Regions from separate parts of the Mus musculus genome. Here region 2 is linked to region 1. A link is a contact called in public Hi-C data. All regions are on one chromosome and are shown on one strand. Each heading gives the region's core, a stretch centred on a gene start, on an enhancer-like site or on the middle of the called end of the contact. The rest is flanking DNA. Distances are from core to core; before and after follow the strand shown.

What was found. A called contact is a pair of places that touch in the nucleus more often than the background predicts.
Region 2: a contact with region 1 is called in a Hi-C map of bone marrow-derived macrophages, with 31 read pairs. The contact joins two enhancer-like sites. A contact is called at or near these places in 7 of 484 Hi-C or Micro-C datasets (B cells, the Ba/F3 cell line, the G1E-ER4 cell line and 4 more), 1 of 115 datasets of contacts at active chromatin or transcription factors (T-cell acute lymphoblastic leukemia) and 2 of 9 other capture datasets (adipose tissue and pancreatic islet).

What each region holds. Positions count from the first base shown.
Region 1 is chr9:123,281,671-123,288,784 of GRCm38.p6, forward strand. No RefSeq gene overlaps it. Among named protein-coding and RNA genes, the nearest start is that of Tmem158, 24 kb to the left of the region's middle. Within about 2 kb of position 4,096, at least 63 of the 459 cell types and tissues checked have an H3K27ac peak or open chromatin away from gene starts, as enhancers often do. A contact at or near this core is called in bone marrow-derived macrophages, where this site is marked.
Region 2 is chr9:123,448,277-123,455,406 of GRCm38.p6, forward strand. It overlaps Lars2 (leucyl-tRNA synthetase, mitochondrial), which reads left to right. Exons shown (of 21, transcript NM_153168.3): 15 at 4,469-4,569; 16 at 4,935-5,117; 17 at 6,434-6,603; 18 at 6,684-6,761. Among named protein-coding and RNA genes, the nearest start is that of Gm40586, 12 kb to the right of the region's middle. Within about 2 kb of position 2,110, at least 10 of the 459 cell types and tissues checked have an H3K27ac peak or open chromatin away from gene starts, as enhancers often do. A contact at or near this core is called in bone marrow-derived macrophages, where this site is marked.

The DNA of each region.
Region 1 (7,114 bases), core at 2,846-5,345:
TGTCAGGCATGTCAGGTTTCTAGGTCCATGACAAAACAAAACAAAACAAAACAAAACAAAACAAACAAACAAACAACAACAACAACAAAACCCAAACCAAAAAAAAAAAAAAAAACCAAAAAAAAACCCTCTTTCTTAAACTTTTAAAATGTATTTGTGTGTGAATCTTCAGGAGGGGCAGTATACTGTTAATGTGTTTCAGTGAGACACAGTTGGACACCTGAGCTCCAGTCACATCATTACAGCTCCTTCATGACTCAGATATTGATCTTAATTAAGAAGTGGTGCTGATGCAGAACTAGAGGTGGCAGGAGGATGTGGTGACAACAGACCTCCGTGAGGAGGGATAATGATGGGAATCTTGTTTGTTCAAAGAAATTTCCAGCATTTTCTTCTCCCACTAGAGTCATGACTAAATTTTCTTCTTCTTTTTCAATTGGTAAAATGTATCCACAAGTTCTCAGCTCAGGGAAAGAAACTCAAACCCAAGATCCAGATTACTGGCTCACCCTGTCTCTTTAGCAGCTGCTTTTAATGGGCATTGAATCAATATCATTGAACCCACAGGCTTCCCAAAGCAGATGAGGCCAGATGCCCAGTTCTGAGGCAGGGGGAGCTTGGAGGTGTTATGGAGATGGACCAGACAGCGCTGGGCTGTGAGACAGTAACCAAGCAACCAGCACACTCATTCTGAAAAACAGGACAACAAGCAGGCAAGACATAATGGCCACCAAGTCTGAGCAGGAAAAAGATGAACACAGTCCAGAGCTCCAAGGGCCAGGGAACATTTGGGTACCAGTGATGATAGTCCCAGACAGCCAAGACAAGGATTTATAAATTCAGCATCATTAAATGACAACCAAAGATCCTTGATGTGGGAGTGAGACTCCAGGTCACAGAGGAGCTTCCTAATGCTTCGATTTAAAGACAAAGCTGTCTATTTTAAAATGTATATTATATTTATTGTGTGTACAGACATGTGTGCATATGCATGCACACATTCATATGGAGGTAAGGCCAAAACACAAAAATTGGTTCTCTCCTTCCACTGTGTAGGTCCTAGGAATTGAACTCAGGCTATTGGGCTCAGCAGCAGATTTCTTTTCTAGTTAAGTTATTTCATGGTCCTCAATATGAAACTATTTTCATAATCAATAAATAGCAAATGAGAGCAGTTAACAAAATGAAGGTATCCTCACCATTCTCCTACTGAGTGGCTCACAGGCAAATGAATGAAAGCAGGTTAATAACTAAGCTTTCTGACTTAGATCCAGAAGCCTGCCCTGCCCTGCCTTGGAAGCATGAGATGCAAGGGGCTGCAAGGCCTATGAAAGAGGCCTTCAGATTTTCAGCCATCAGAGAAGTGACAGCTTAAACAAAATTTCATTCCATGCTCCTAGAATGATGTGGTGGATAGTATTGACACATAAAGGAGAGTTATCTGAAAGGTTAGAACTTTAATTGAGAAAATGTCCCCACAAGATCTGACTGTAGGGCATTTTCTTAATTACTGATCAGTGGGGAAGGGTCCAGCCCAGTGGGAGTAGTGCCATCCTTGGGCTAGTGGTCCTAGGTTCTATAAGAAAGCAGGCTGAGCAAGTCACAAGGAGCAAGTCAGGAAGCAACACCCCTCCATGTCCTCTGTATCAGATCCTGCCTCCAGATTCCTGTCCTGTTTGGCTTCCTAGCCTGACTTTCTTCAATGATGGACTACAATCTAGACGTGTAAGCCAAATAAACCCTTTCCCCCACAACTTGATTTTCGTCATGGTGTTTCATCATAGCAATAGTAACCCTAACTAAGACAGATGGTTAAGATCAGAAAGATGGCAGACACACAGAGCACCTGTTGATTGGAGCACAGCATAGCACAGGCATCTTGGGAATGGGCTGTTTCTTATAAAATTAAACATGCACACATTTCCACAATGACCCAGCGGTTCTGTTCTCAGATGTTCATGCAAGAGAATGAAAACACATGCCCACAAGATGGCTTGTGCATTAATGTTCATAGGCAATGTTATCTCCAATAATAAACTTGAAGACCACCCAAGTGCCCATTAATAGAAAAAAACTGATGAATTTCCATATAATAAAAAACTTTCAACCCATTATACTAAAGCTATAGTATATGAAACCCATGAATGACACTCACAGGTATTCTAGAGAGCCAAGAAAGGGTCTATATGCACTTCTATGCAATCTGCAACAGTAACAAAAGTAATTCAAATGTGGTTGAGGGTGGGGCTGGTGTCTGGGAGGAGCTATGATGCTGAAATTTTTCTATAGTAAATTTTGGGTGATGGCTCTGGGGTGTAAATATTTGCCAACATCCATCAAGCTGGAAAACCTAGGATTTTCACTTTGATGAGTGCCAATTACACCTTTATTTTAAAAATAATAAATATAGAGATGGGAGTAGTAGCTCATATTTGTAATCTCATAGTAAAGAGGCTGGGGCAGAAAAATAATGAGTTCAAGACTAGTCTGGGTCTACATAGCAAAAGTGTTTGCTTGTTTAGTTTGCTTTATTTTGTTTTTCCAGACAAGGTTTCTCTGCATAGCCCTGGCTATCCTGGAACTCACTCTGTAGACCAGGCTGGCCTGGAATTCAGAGATCTTCCTGCCTCTGCCTCCCAAGTGGTGGGATAAAAGGCTTGTGCTCCCTGGTGCAGCAAGATTCATTTTAACACAACACTAACAATAGTAATAGTAAGAGCCATAGGCTAATGAATCTAGATACAGTATAGCAGTAAAGTAGACCTCATGACTTGATTTTATCATTCCATGCCTTTGAGCTTCAACGGGACTTAAAAATATATCACAAGGTAGCTCCTTATGATTATTAATATTGTTTGTCAGTGTGACAGGATCTAGGATCACCTAGCAGACAGACCTCTAACCATGTCCGTGAAGATTTTCCTAGATTAGGCTACTTGATGTAGAAAGGCTCATTCTGGATGTGGGCAGCAGCATCCTATGGAGTGGGGACTCTGCGTTGGATAAAAAAGGAGAAAGGGAGCTAAGGACCAAGTCATCTCTTCCTTCTGACTGCAGATGTAATGTGTCCCCACAATTCCTGGTGCCATGTCAGGTATCAGGGTCAGAGCCTCCTTCAACCTGTTTTCTGGTTTGGTGTGGCAAGTGACCCATAAAGATAAAATCCATTAGAGAAGTTTCAGAATAATTCAAAATCCTGACACAAGACCACTTTGAATGTGTTTCTGTTTTTAATCAGTCAGGGGCATAATTTAACAAGTGTAGGTCTTGGTTTTTACTGTCTTGAGTATTCTTCTAAGGTACTTAGCAGTTTTCAGAGTTGTTCTTCTTTGACAGCTCCGGTGCCCTCCAAGAAGCTGCACTGTTGCCTTATCCTTCCTTCCAAGGAGCTACACTGTTGCCTGACCCTCCCTTTAAGAAGCTACACTGTTGCCTGACCCTCCCTTTAAGAAGCTACACTGTTGCCTGACCCTCCCTTTAAGAAGCTACACTGTTGCCTGACCCTCCCTTTAAGAAGCTACACTGTTGCCTGACCCTCCCTTTAAGAAGCTACACTGTTGCCTGACCCTCCCTTTAAGAAGCTACACTGTTGCCTGACCCTCCCTTTAAGAAGCTACACTGTTGCCTGACCCTCCCTTTAAGAAGCTACACTGTTGCCTGTCCCTCTCCTTTAAGGAGCTACACTATTGCTTGACCCTCCCCTCACTGTTTCCACCATCTTGCCATACTTTTTGATTATTTACATGTCATAGCACACATTTGGGGTTCTGTTCTGTAGCTAACATCCCCTGAGTACCTGCTCTACATGGACATAATCATTGTATAGATACTTTATTTACTTTTTACAACCTTCCTCCAGGACAGTGACCACTTGATGTTTTATAGAGAAACTGAGGTGTGGGGGCATTAGGGAGTTCATCTAAGGAAAAGTGACAGTATCAGATGGAACGAGATGGCTGCCCTCCCAGAGCAGTAAGCAGGAAGGCCTAAATGTTTTTATCACTGTCTAGAGAGAGCCTTAGAAGCCAGCCACAGGGGAAGCTGGCTCTGTTTGCTTCTCACTGTCAGCCAGAGAAGCTTAGGCTGGCCAGGCCAAACCACACCTGCCACCCAGCAGGCCTGCCTCAGCATGCACAGGAGTAGAACAACCGAGCCAGGGGTCAGTATGTTTGTTTGAGGAAGCATTCTGCTGCTGACTCACTCGGTGATTTTGGTGAGGGGGGAGGTGTCATTGCACAGCCCGTCTGACAGTCTAGGCTTCTACCCACAAAGACGGACAGACAGCAATGTCTTGTAATCATTGTCTTTTGGCCTCTGCTTTAGAAGTAATGTTTTGGGTGTTCTACCAAGTATTATTAAATTGTAAGAGTTGAAGAGATAAGTTTTATTTGTGTAAGTTATATCTAAATAAAACTGATTTTAAAAAAACTAGACAAGACTACAAGTTATCACCCAATCTGCTATCCCCTTGCAGTGAAATCAATAAACAATAAATAAATAAATAAATAAATACATAAATAAATAAATAATCATGACAGAAAGTCCTGGGTTCTTGCCTCTTCAAGGCCTGGCTAGTCTTGTAAAATTTTTAATTTTTTAAAATGTGTACAGATATTTCACCTTCTTATATATCTGTGTTCCATATGTGTGCAGTGCCCACAGTAGCCAGAATAGGATCCCCTGGCTATAGAATTATAGATGGTCTGGGATTTCATGTGGGTGCTGGCAATTGAATCCAGGTCCTCTGGAAGAACAGCTAGTGCTCTTAACCTCTGAGCTATCTCTCCAGTACCAGGGCATCTGGGAAGATGGAATGAGATTTTCTTCTATGGCTGAGTATTTGTAAAGCTGTTGACACCTTTGAAATCTCCACTTTCTGCAGAAATACATTTAGTGGATTATGACACTTGTTGGTGAAATGTTGAACAAAGTAGAGTTTTATGACAACTGACCTAGGAGATGAGTGTCTAAGGATGGTCATGGTCACAAGTTATCTCTTGGTTTGTGTAAATTATTTAATATGTGAACTCACACTTCCCTCCATACTCAAACATTTCCTTCCAGATCTCTTCCTGGCTATAGGAATTGAGTCACCTGATAGTCACCAATGAATGATCCAAGACCCTTGGAGAAACTACCTAGTTGTTACCCTTGGGGACCACTCTTCTCTAGCTCACATTTTCACATAAGTTCAATGAAGGGGGTCTAAGCCCATCTACTGAACAAGGGTTGGCATGATCTAGACCATAAAAGTACCCTGCAGGACCCATACTTAAACTAGGCGATTTTCCTCATCCACTCCAGAATTCAAAGGGTATTTGGGATTCAGGGTTTGACTTTCCTTGGGATTCCTTGAGTGGGAGCTGTTTGAAATCCTGGGTCTGAAACTCAGTGGTTAAAACTCCACATCTGATACCTAGACTTCAGATAAAATAAAAATTGTGGAAATCAATTCATTTCCCTCTATTCTAAAGGACAAAAATTTCTGTCATGTGTAAAAAAAGCAGCAGCAACAACAAAGATGAATGTATGTTTGTAGAGATTTTAAAAGCCCACAGTGGTGGCTGGGGAGATGGCTCAGTGAGTCAACTGCACAGCATGAGGTTCTAAGTCCTACCACCTTCATATAAACCAAGCACGAGGTAGATATATGTAAGACTCCAGTGATGGGGATGTGGAGACACGTGGATTCATGGAGCTTGCTGGCCAGCCAGTCCTGCTAAATCAGCAAAATCCAGGTTCAGGGAAGAGACCCTGTCTCAAAAAAACAAGGGGTACTGTGATTGAGGAAGATATCTGATGTTGGCTTCTGGCCTTCACAGATACACAGATACATATGCCACACAAACATACATGCACACATACACACACACACACACACACCAAACATGATACATATAAACTCACACACACACACCACATACAGCATGTAAGCACCACACACAGACACTCATATGCATACCACACACACACACACCTCAAACATGATACAGACACACACACACACATACCAAACACCCACACACATGCATGCACTACTCAGAGACACATACACACATTCGTGCATGTATACATACTTACATACATACACACACACAAACATACATACATACATACATACATACATACATACATACATACATACATACAAGAAAAAAGAACCATGAGCTCCATAAGGTCATAGATTTAGTTTTTATACTCTTCTTGGCTTTAACTCTATAGGTACCTGTCGTCTACCTCTGTGCAAACCACTTCCCCTTTCCCTACTCAGCACCTGACTCAATCGACCCGGCTAATGAGCACAGCATTTAGTTTTGTTATAAACAATTTTCATAATAATTATTGTTATGTTAAAGAAAAATATACACTTGGTCAGGACAAAACTGAGCTACTGGGAAAACCAAAAGCCCTCTGCTGCTCCTCCTCTTCTGGGCTTAGTTTTATCCCCCAGGGGCAGCCCCTTCTAGAAGCTCCCAATGTCCCATCTTTTGCCTGTTTCCTGCAGAGTTAGATTCTTCATTTATACCACTCTTTTTATTCTTTAAAAGCAACAGTCTTCTATGTAAACCATTTAGGATTGCACAACAACAAGATCAAGGAAATGTTGGAATATTTACTTGCCCTAAATTGTAGCCATTCTAGTTTTAGACCATGCACTTGGTATTATAGTGACTATTTAGCTCTGGTCATAATAGAACCTCCATGTCTCACTAAATTCCCTGTGTAGATTTTTGGGCCTTTCCCTCCAGTCCACGGGGACCCTCTAGCCTAATTCCCTACTTGTGTACAGACATTGGACACTTGCAAAGAGGTACTATTGTACCCTGGCACACAGCAGGACAGCTGTGGCGGGTGGGTCTCTGCGATGCCCTCAGTGTGAGGCTCCTCCCCAGATAGCAGGACTTTGCCCTGGGGACCCAGCTTGTGAATGAGGTCTATCCTCACAAGAATGCCTCATTCTTCCTGCTGTTGTCCCAGCTTGGCTCAGGACCTGACTTGAGTCTGTGTTTTCAACCAGTCTGTTTCACTGTGCCCTTCAGGCCTCCCAGCTTGGACCAGGAAGGGAGTCACCTGTTCTTTAGAGGTTTTAGGAGCAAGCCACAGGTCTCAGCTA
Region 2 (7,130 bases), core at 860-3,359, 160 kb after region 1:
TCTCAACCTAAAACTACGTCTATAACCTTCAGATTCTCCATAAAGCAGACAGAGATTTAGCTTCGTTAGAATGAGGGTGCTGGAGGCTCCACCCTTATCCACTCTGCCAGCTCTGGTTAGAACTCTACTGTATGAAAACCATGCTGGGTGCAACTGAGTCCTGAAACTGGCCTTCTGCTTCTTACCCCCAGAGACTTTGATGTATGAGAACAACATTTCTGCATCAGAACACTAAAAATTGATATCACTGGGCCCATCAGATAATTAGTTAAAATGCTTGTGGTTCAGGATCTGCTACTCAGTCCATTTTGCATTTTGTATCTGTGAAAACAGATTTGCTGGTTGTGGGTTGTGTCCTTTTACTGTCATGGTCTCATGGTAATTTTATGTGTTTTCCTTTTTTCTGTACTCACCACCTGGCCCAGACCAGCCTAGAACTCTTGTTCTTCCTCCCTCAGTGTTGGGATTATTTATAGTGTGCACCACCACAGCCAGCCATGGGATTATTTATGGTGTGCACCACCACACCCAGCCAGACTTTGGCAGTGATTACATAATAATTTTAAAAAGCAGCCATTTACAGAATATAGTCTGCAAAAAGGAGACCCAGGGAGGATCCTGGTAATTTTGGGTGAGGGCAGGCCTCAACTTGGTTTCTTGGTTCTGCATCAGCAGCCACCTGGTGCAGTCAGAGGAGTGGGCAGCTGTCTGTCCAGGGCTTCAGTATTCATTATAAATAACACTAAAAGTAACCTGTCAATCTATGCTTAGAATATCCTGAGCTTGCTTGCTCTCTTCCTTCTTTCCACCCTTTAAAGGTAGGACAGAGGAGGAACCTGGACTAACCTAGAAACGGTGAAGATTCCAGCACTTGTCTTCCTGCTTACACAGGTTATATTTCACTGTTGATAAAAAAAAAAAAAAAAATCTGCCTCCAAGGTGCAATTGAAGGGGTCAGGAGAATCTGGGCCACCCTCCTGCTCTTGGAAGACAGTACTGGGATGCAAGAGTCTCTCATTCTCATTCTTAGTAGACCACATCTGCCTTTCTAGGAGAATCACATTGGCTCAGAGAAGTCTGCAGAAATGAAGTGCTGCTGAGGCTCAGGGGAGCCTGGGGGACCATAGCCAGGCCACTGGAACTCATGCAATTTTAAAAACATTCTACTTATGTGGGTGTTTTGCCTGTGTGCATGTCTGTTCACCACATATGTACAGTGCCCCAGGGTCCAGAAGAAGGCATTGGATCCCTGGAACTGGGGTTAAAGACAGTAAGATGTCTTATAGGTGCTGGCAATCACTGGGACAACCAGTGCTCTTAATTACTGAGCCATCTCTCCAGCTCCTACCCCTTTTCCCATGCCAAGTTTTATCATCCCTATACTAAATCATCTGTCTGAGACAGTGCCTGCTGGGCTGTAACTTGGAGAAGCTGGGGTCTAGATGGATCTAGTAGCATAAATTTCAGAGATTGAGACACATTCATTATCAGAGTCTTAGTCCTGGTGCAGCTGTTCTACAGGAGACCTGCCAATTGTGGGAAAAGGACCAGTGTGGACAGCCTTGGGCCCTCACTCAGAAACTGTTTGAAGTAATTTTGAAATAAAAAAGTAAGTGATTCTGGTAGTAGTCAAACTAGTCAGGTGGCAGAGGAGACAGAGTGCCTGGGGGAAGTGGGTCGGCATGCTAGGTGCTGTTTGCGTGTCTGTGTTTACACAGGTGTCTGTCATGAAGATTCATCAAGGTGTACCTACCCCAGAACTAGTGTACTTCTCAGTGTGACTGTTAAATGTCATTTGACAGTTTTCTTTGAACATAGGAAGGAGAGAGGAGGTGGAAATAGAGACAGTGAGAGGAAGAGGAGGGAGAGGGAAGAAGAGAGGAGAGAGGGAGGAAAAGAGAAAGGGAGAGGACGGGGAGAGGGAAAGGGAAGAAGAAAGGGGGAGAGAGGGAAGAAGGAAAGACAGATGGAAAGGGAGGGGGGAGAGACAGGGAGAGAGAGAGACAGTGACAGAGACAGAGAAAGAAGGGAAAGGGAGAGAGGGAGATTTAAAAGCTAGAGTACAGTTCTAGGGTCTGGCTGGCAAGTTGCAATTCTACACATCCCCAGAAGGTGGCAGTGGTGGGTCACTTGATTATATAAAAAACAAAACCAAACAAAACCCCAATGATAGATAATAAATAACAGCGTTTCTTTTTGAATGTTAACAGTACTTGATTTTTTCCACCTTTGTAAATGTGCCCTATCTCTCACCATTGCTTCTTTTTTATAAAGATTTATTTACTTATTTTACTTTATTTACTTGTTTTAGAACTTTGTCTGCATGCATAGCTGTATACCAGAAGGCAGCATCAGATCCCATTATAGATGGTTGGGAGCTGCCATGTGGGTGCTGGGAATTCAACTCAGAACCTCTGGAAAGCAGCCGCTGCTCTTGACCACTGAGCCATCTCTCCAGTCTCCCACCACTGTTTCCATCTACTCCTATGCATGTGTTACATGCACGTGTGCACACACACAAATACATACATACTCACTAAAAGCCCTTAGAACAGGACGGTGGGATGCATCTCAGGCAGAACATGTACTTAGCACCTGGACCCTGAGGAAATTATGGTGCAGCATGGGACTGATATACACAAAAATCAGAAATATTCCTGGCCCTCATCTCTCTCACTCTCTTGTCTGCCCCATCTGCTCTCTTGAATCTACTAGAAAATGTCTTCCTCCTTGTTACTACCTACCCATAGCTGTTGGGCAGGGGCCACTTGGGCCAGTACTCGCCTAAATCAGATAACCTTGAACATGAAGTAAGGATCTTCTGGGATTAGCCTGCAAGACTATTCTGGTTTATAACTTGTGGTTAGGTTTCTGGTTTTCTGATTCCCTGAGTAGAAGCTCCCAATACCTGCCCACCCCTCCCCCCCAACCCCATGTCAGTGACGTTGCACCCCAGAGCTAGGATGTTGGAAGGTCTGCCATGGCAGTATAACTGAACGAATCTCTAGTTGTCCAGAGCAACATGAAATACTTGCATAGGATGGTGTCTGGAATTACTTGCTGAAATGCATCAAGTGAATCAGGCAGATTCTTCGAAAATAAAATAATATAGGGTAAAGAATTTGAGTGTTTCTTAAGAATAAACCATTGTAGTGACTGTGGTGGTGCATGCCTTTAATCTCAGCACCCAGGGTACAGAGGTAGGTAGATTTCCGAGTTTAATCTACATAGAGAGTTCCAGTCCAGCCAAGGCTTCAGAGCGAGACATTGTCAGAGGGATTGGGGGAAGTTTATTGGAGCACAGGCTGGAACAATGGATGGCTCAGCAGTTATGTTCACTGGCTTCTCTTCTGGAGGACCTACTATGCCTGCTGCTATGCTTCCCCACTGTGATGGTCAAGAACTCTAACCCTCTTCAATCATGAGCCCCAAGTTAAATCCTTTTGTTTATAAGTTGCCTTGGTCATGTTGTTTTCTCATGGTGTCTTAGGGTTTTATTGCTGTGAAGAGACACCCTGACCAAGACGACTCTTACACATGAAACATTTAACTGGGGCTGGCTTATAGGTTCAGAAGTTCAGTCTATTATCAGTGTGACAGGAAGTATAGCAGTGTGCAGGCAGACATGCTGCTGGAGTAGCTGGGAGTTCTATATCTTGATCTGAAGGCAGCAAAGGGGGACTGGAATTCTACACTGGGTGAAGCTTGAGCAAATATAAGACCACAAAGCCCTACCCCCGCAGTGTTATCCTTCCTCCAACAAAACCACACCTACTCCAACAAGGCCACACCTCCTAATAGTGCCAATCCCTATGGGCCAAGCATTTAAACACATGAGTCTATGGGAACCAAACCTGATCAAACCACCACACGTGATATGCAACTAACACACACACCAGCTGTTGGTAGCTGTCTCCTTAGAGTGTAATAGGCTAGGAAGAACAGGTAGATAATCCTTTGATTTTAACAGAAATGACCCATTCCTGTCCAACTCATTAGATTTAAAACTTTAAGACAGTCTAAGCAGGTCCTGTGTTAAGGGAAATAGTAAGCACCCTTCACAAGGACAGCCTTCAGTACTCCCTCTTGGCCCCTCTGTGCTGTGCCTGATGGGCAGCTGACACGGGCTCTGTTTTCATGCAGTCACTTGAACCCATCTTCCCATCCATAACTTGGCAAGTTTTTCTTCCTCCCATCTTATAGGTTGGCAAACTGGACTCCCAGAGCAAGGAAGTGGCTTTTGTGGCTCAGGTAGAAGTTGGTGAGATCCAGGCCTTCCAGATCTGAGGCCTGTGCTCTCTCCACCTCAGCTCAGTGCAAAGTGGACCTGGCTGCTGCTCTGACTTAATGTTAACACCATATCCCAGGATCCTGTTCTAAGGTGTGGTCCATAGTGATGATTTCTGGATGCCTTGAGTCCTGGCTGCTCCATCTCCCCCTCTCTTTTTTCCCTGTGATCTTTCCTCAGGGAACCTTTCCATAAACTACTGGCCCAAGGCCTCATTAAGGGACAGACATTCCGCCTTCCATCTGGACAGTGTCTGAAGAAGGAGGATATAGATTTCACAGGTAAGGAGGGCCCAATCTGGCTCGGACAGGTAAGAACGAAGGTCTAGAAGCTCTTAGGAAGCTTTTAGTATCTGCTATTGGACCCCACCTGGGTGTAAAGTCTAAGATCCTGGTAAGGCCTCTGCAGGCTGTTCTTGGGACTGGTTATACCCTGATACCCAGCCCCATCCTGTGTAACAGAGTGTTTGCTTGGACATCTCTACCTTGTCTAGCTTTGTTTGACAGCCCATTGCTAGAGAGAGCCTCAGACTCAGAGCGCGGAGTCTTCCAGGATCTTTGCCCACAGGCCTCGAAGCAAAGTTCAAAATATGGAATTTCTACCCTGCCCATCATGTCTTGTTCTTGAATACTCTTTTGGCATCTAGGTCCTGCTCCTGTTTGTGCAAAAACAAAAGAGAAGTTAGAGGTGACGTGGGAGAAGATGAGCAAGTCCAAACACAATGGGGTGGACCCTGAGGAGATTGTGGCCCAATATGGAATTGACACAATCCGGCTCTACATCCTCTTTGCAGCCCCTCCTGAGAAGGACATCTTGTGGGATGTAAAGAGTGAGTCTGCCTGCTTCCTTTACAGGCTGCCCTGGGCTCTGAAGGAACTGGGGAAGGAAGTGTTTCTTGCTGGAAACAGTAATAGAGAATTCTAGAAGTCATCTTGTCCAGACTTCTGTCCCTCTCCAAGGCACTAGCTCTCCATTGTTCAGGGGCCTTGGGTCCCTGTGGTGGGGATGGGGGTGGAGGGGAGTCCCAGAGTCTGTGCACATTCCCAGTCCTCAATCTACACTTGCTGGTGGTGGGGCCCGGAAATCCACACCATTGCAGGCTCTGTGCCGATGATAATGTGAGGCCTCTGGACAACTGTTTCCTTAAAGACCAACCCTCTGGGCTTACTTAGGCCTGCTGAACTACAAAGAGGCCAGTCTTCTTTAACATTCCTTGAAAAGTTTTTCTAGAACACAGTCCTCCTCCCTCAATCAAGATGATGCCTGGCTACGGGGACCACATGCAGCCTACCAGCCACTCCCTGCTGCTTGACTTCCCTCACGAGATTTGTTTCTCCAAAGCTTTGGTTTTGCCCTTATGATCTGCCTGGGGTAGATTTGGGGAGTGAAAGCCAATGACTGTGGGAGGAGTCCGTTTTATCTGAGGATTGTCTGGTTTCTCCCTATGTCTTATAGCAGTGGATCTGGACAGTCATGGCAGATGAAAGCCCTAACAAACTACCTTTAAGTAACAGAGGCAGGACATGTAGAACCCAGGACCTAGGCAGTAGCTCAACTTTCTCCTTTCTACATGGGCAAGTCTCCACATCTGCTTTTCACAAGCCTCCAGTTGTCTCCGCTGTGTCCCCACTCTTGAGAATACACAACCCAGTAGTCAGAGTTTAGGCGTCTATCTATACCCAACTTATTTGGTCAGCTGTGTCACCCAGAGCCACCAGTGTGACCTGTTCTGCTTCCCCAGGTCCGTGAACATGTTTGGAATACTTAACACACACCTGGCGAGGTGAGGAGCTGTCAGCTGGCTGTGCTGCAGGGCTGTTCCCCAGCATGTTGTGCAGCCACTGCCACTGCCACTGCCACTGTCACCTGTCCTCATGAGATCCCAGCTTCACTAGTAGTGGCAACTACCTTTAAGCACCCTGGTAGCCCCAGGCATATCTGTCACAGCAAGTTTGCTGACCTGAAGGCAGTGCGCTGATGCCCATCCCAGGGCAGGCAGCAACTGCTGAGCGGCCCTGCCGCCATTGCTCAGGACATCAGAGATCCGGAAAGAAGTAGTGGCTGACTCTGGGAGGACCGTGGGGCTTTGTTTGTTCCCTTCTTATCAGCACACATTTTTGTCTTCTTGATTGCCACAAAATGCAGCTGACGCACTCCCTGGAGTGCTAAGATGGCAACAGCGGTTGTGGTCCCTGACAACAAGATTCATCGAGGCAAGGACTTCCGGGACAGTCCCTCAGCCTCAGCTGCTGAACAGCAAGGAGAAAACCAAGGCCCAAAACCTCTGGGAGTACAAAAATGCAGTCATAGCTCAGGTCAGAAGATCACTCTTTTTTCTGGAAAAGGAATTTTTGAAGAAAGTGAGTTTAAAAAAAAAATCAATTTTTATCAACAGGTGACCACTCATTTCACAGAGGACTTTGCCCTGAATTCTGTAGTTTCTCAGCTGATGGGACTCAGCAGTGCCCTCTCGGTAAGTAGCTGGGTCTCGCAGAGAGAGGGTGAAAGTGTGGGGAACACTCCCCCCATGGTTACATCCCTATCACTCTACTTTAAGGTTTTAAAGGTTGTTTGGACAGAGCCGTTTGCTTTTTCTGAGACAGGGTCTTACTGTGTAGCCCAGGCTGGCCTTCAACTTACAATGATCCTCCTGCTTCTGCTTCCTAGCTTCAGGCCTCTTGTAAGAGGCCATGGAGGCCTGAAAAGTTAGACTCCATGTCTGACTGACCAGTTGCAAAGGCATGGTCAGGCTTAGGCCTCACTGTGTTCTAACCTTCTTCCCCTACTGCCTGATTTCCTGAGTGTATCGGGGTATTTCCTTGGCAGCAATACTGTTTGTATC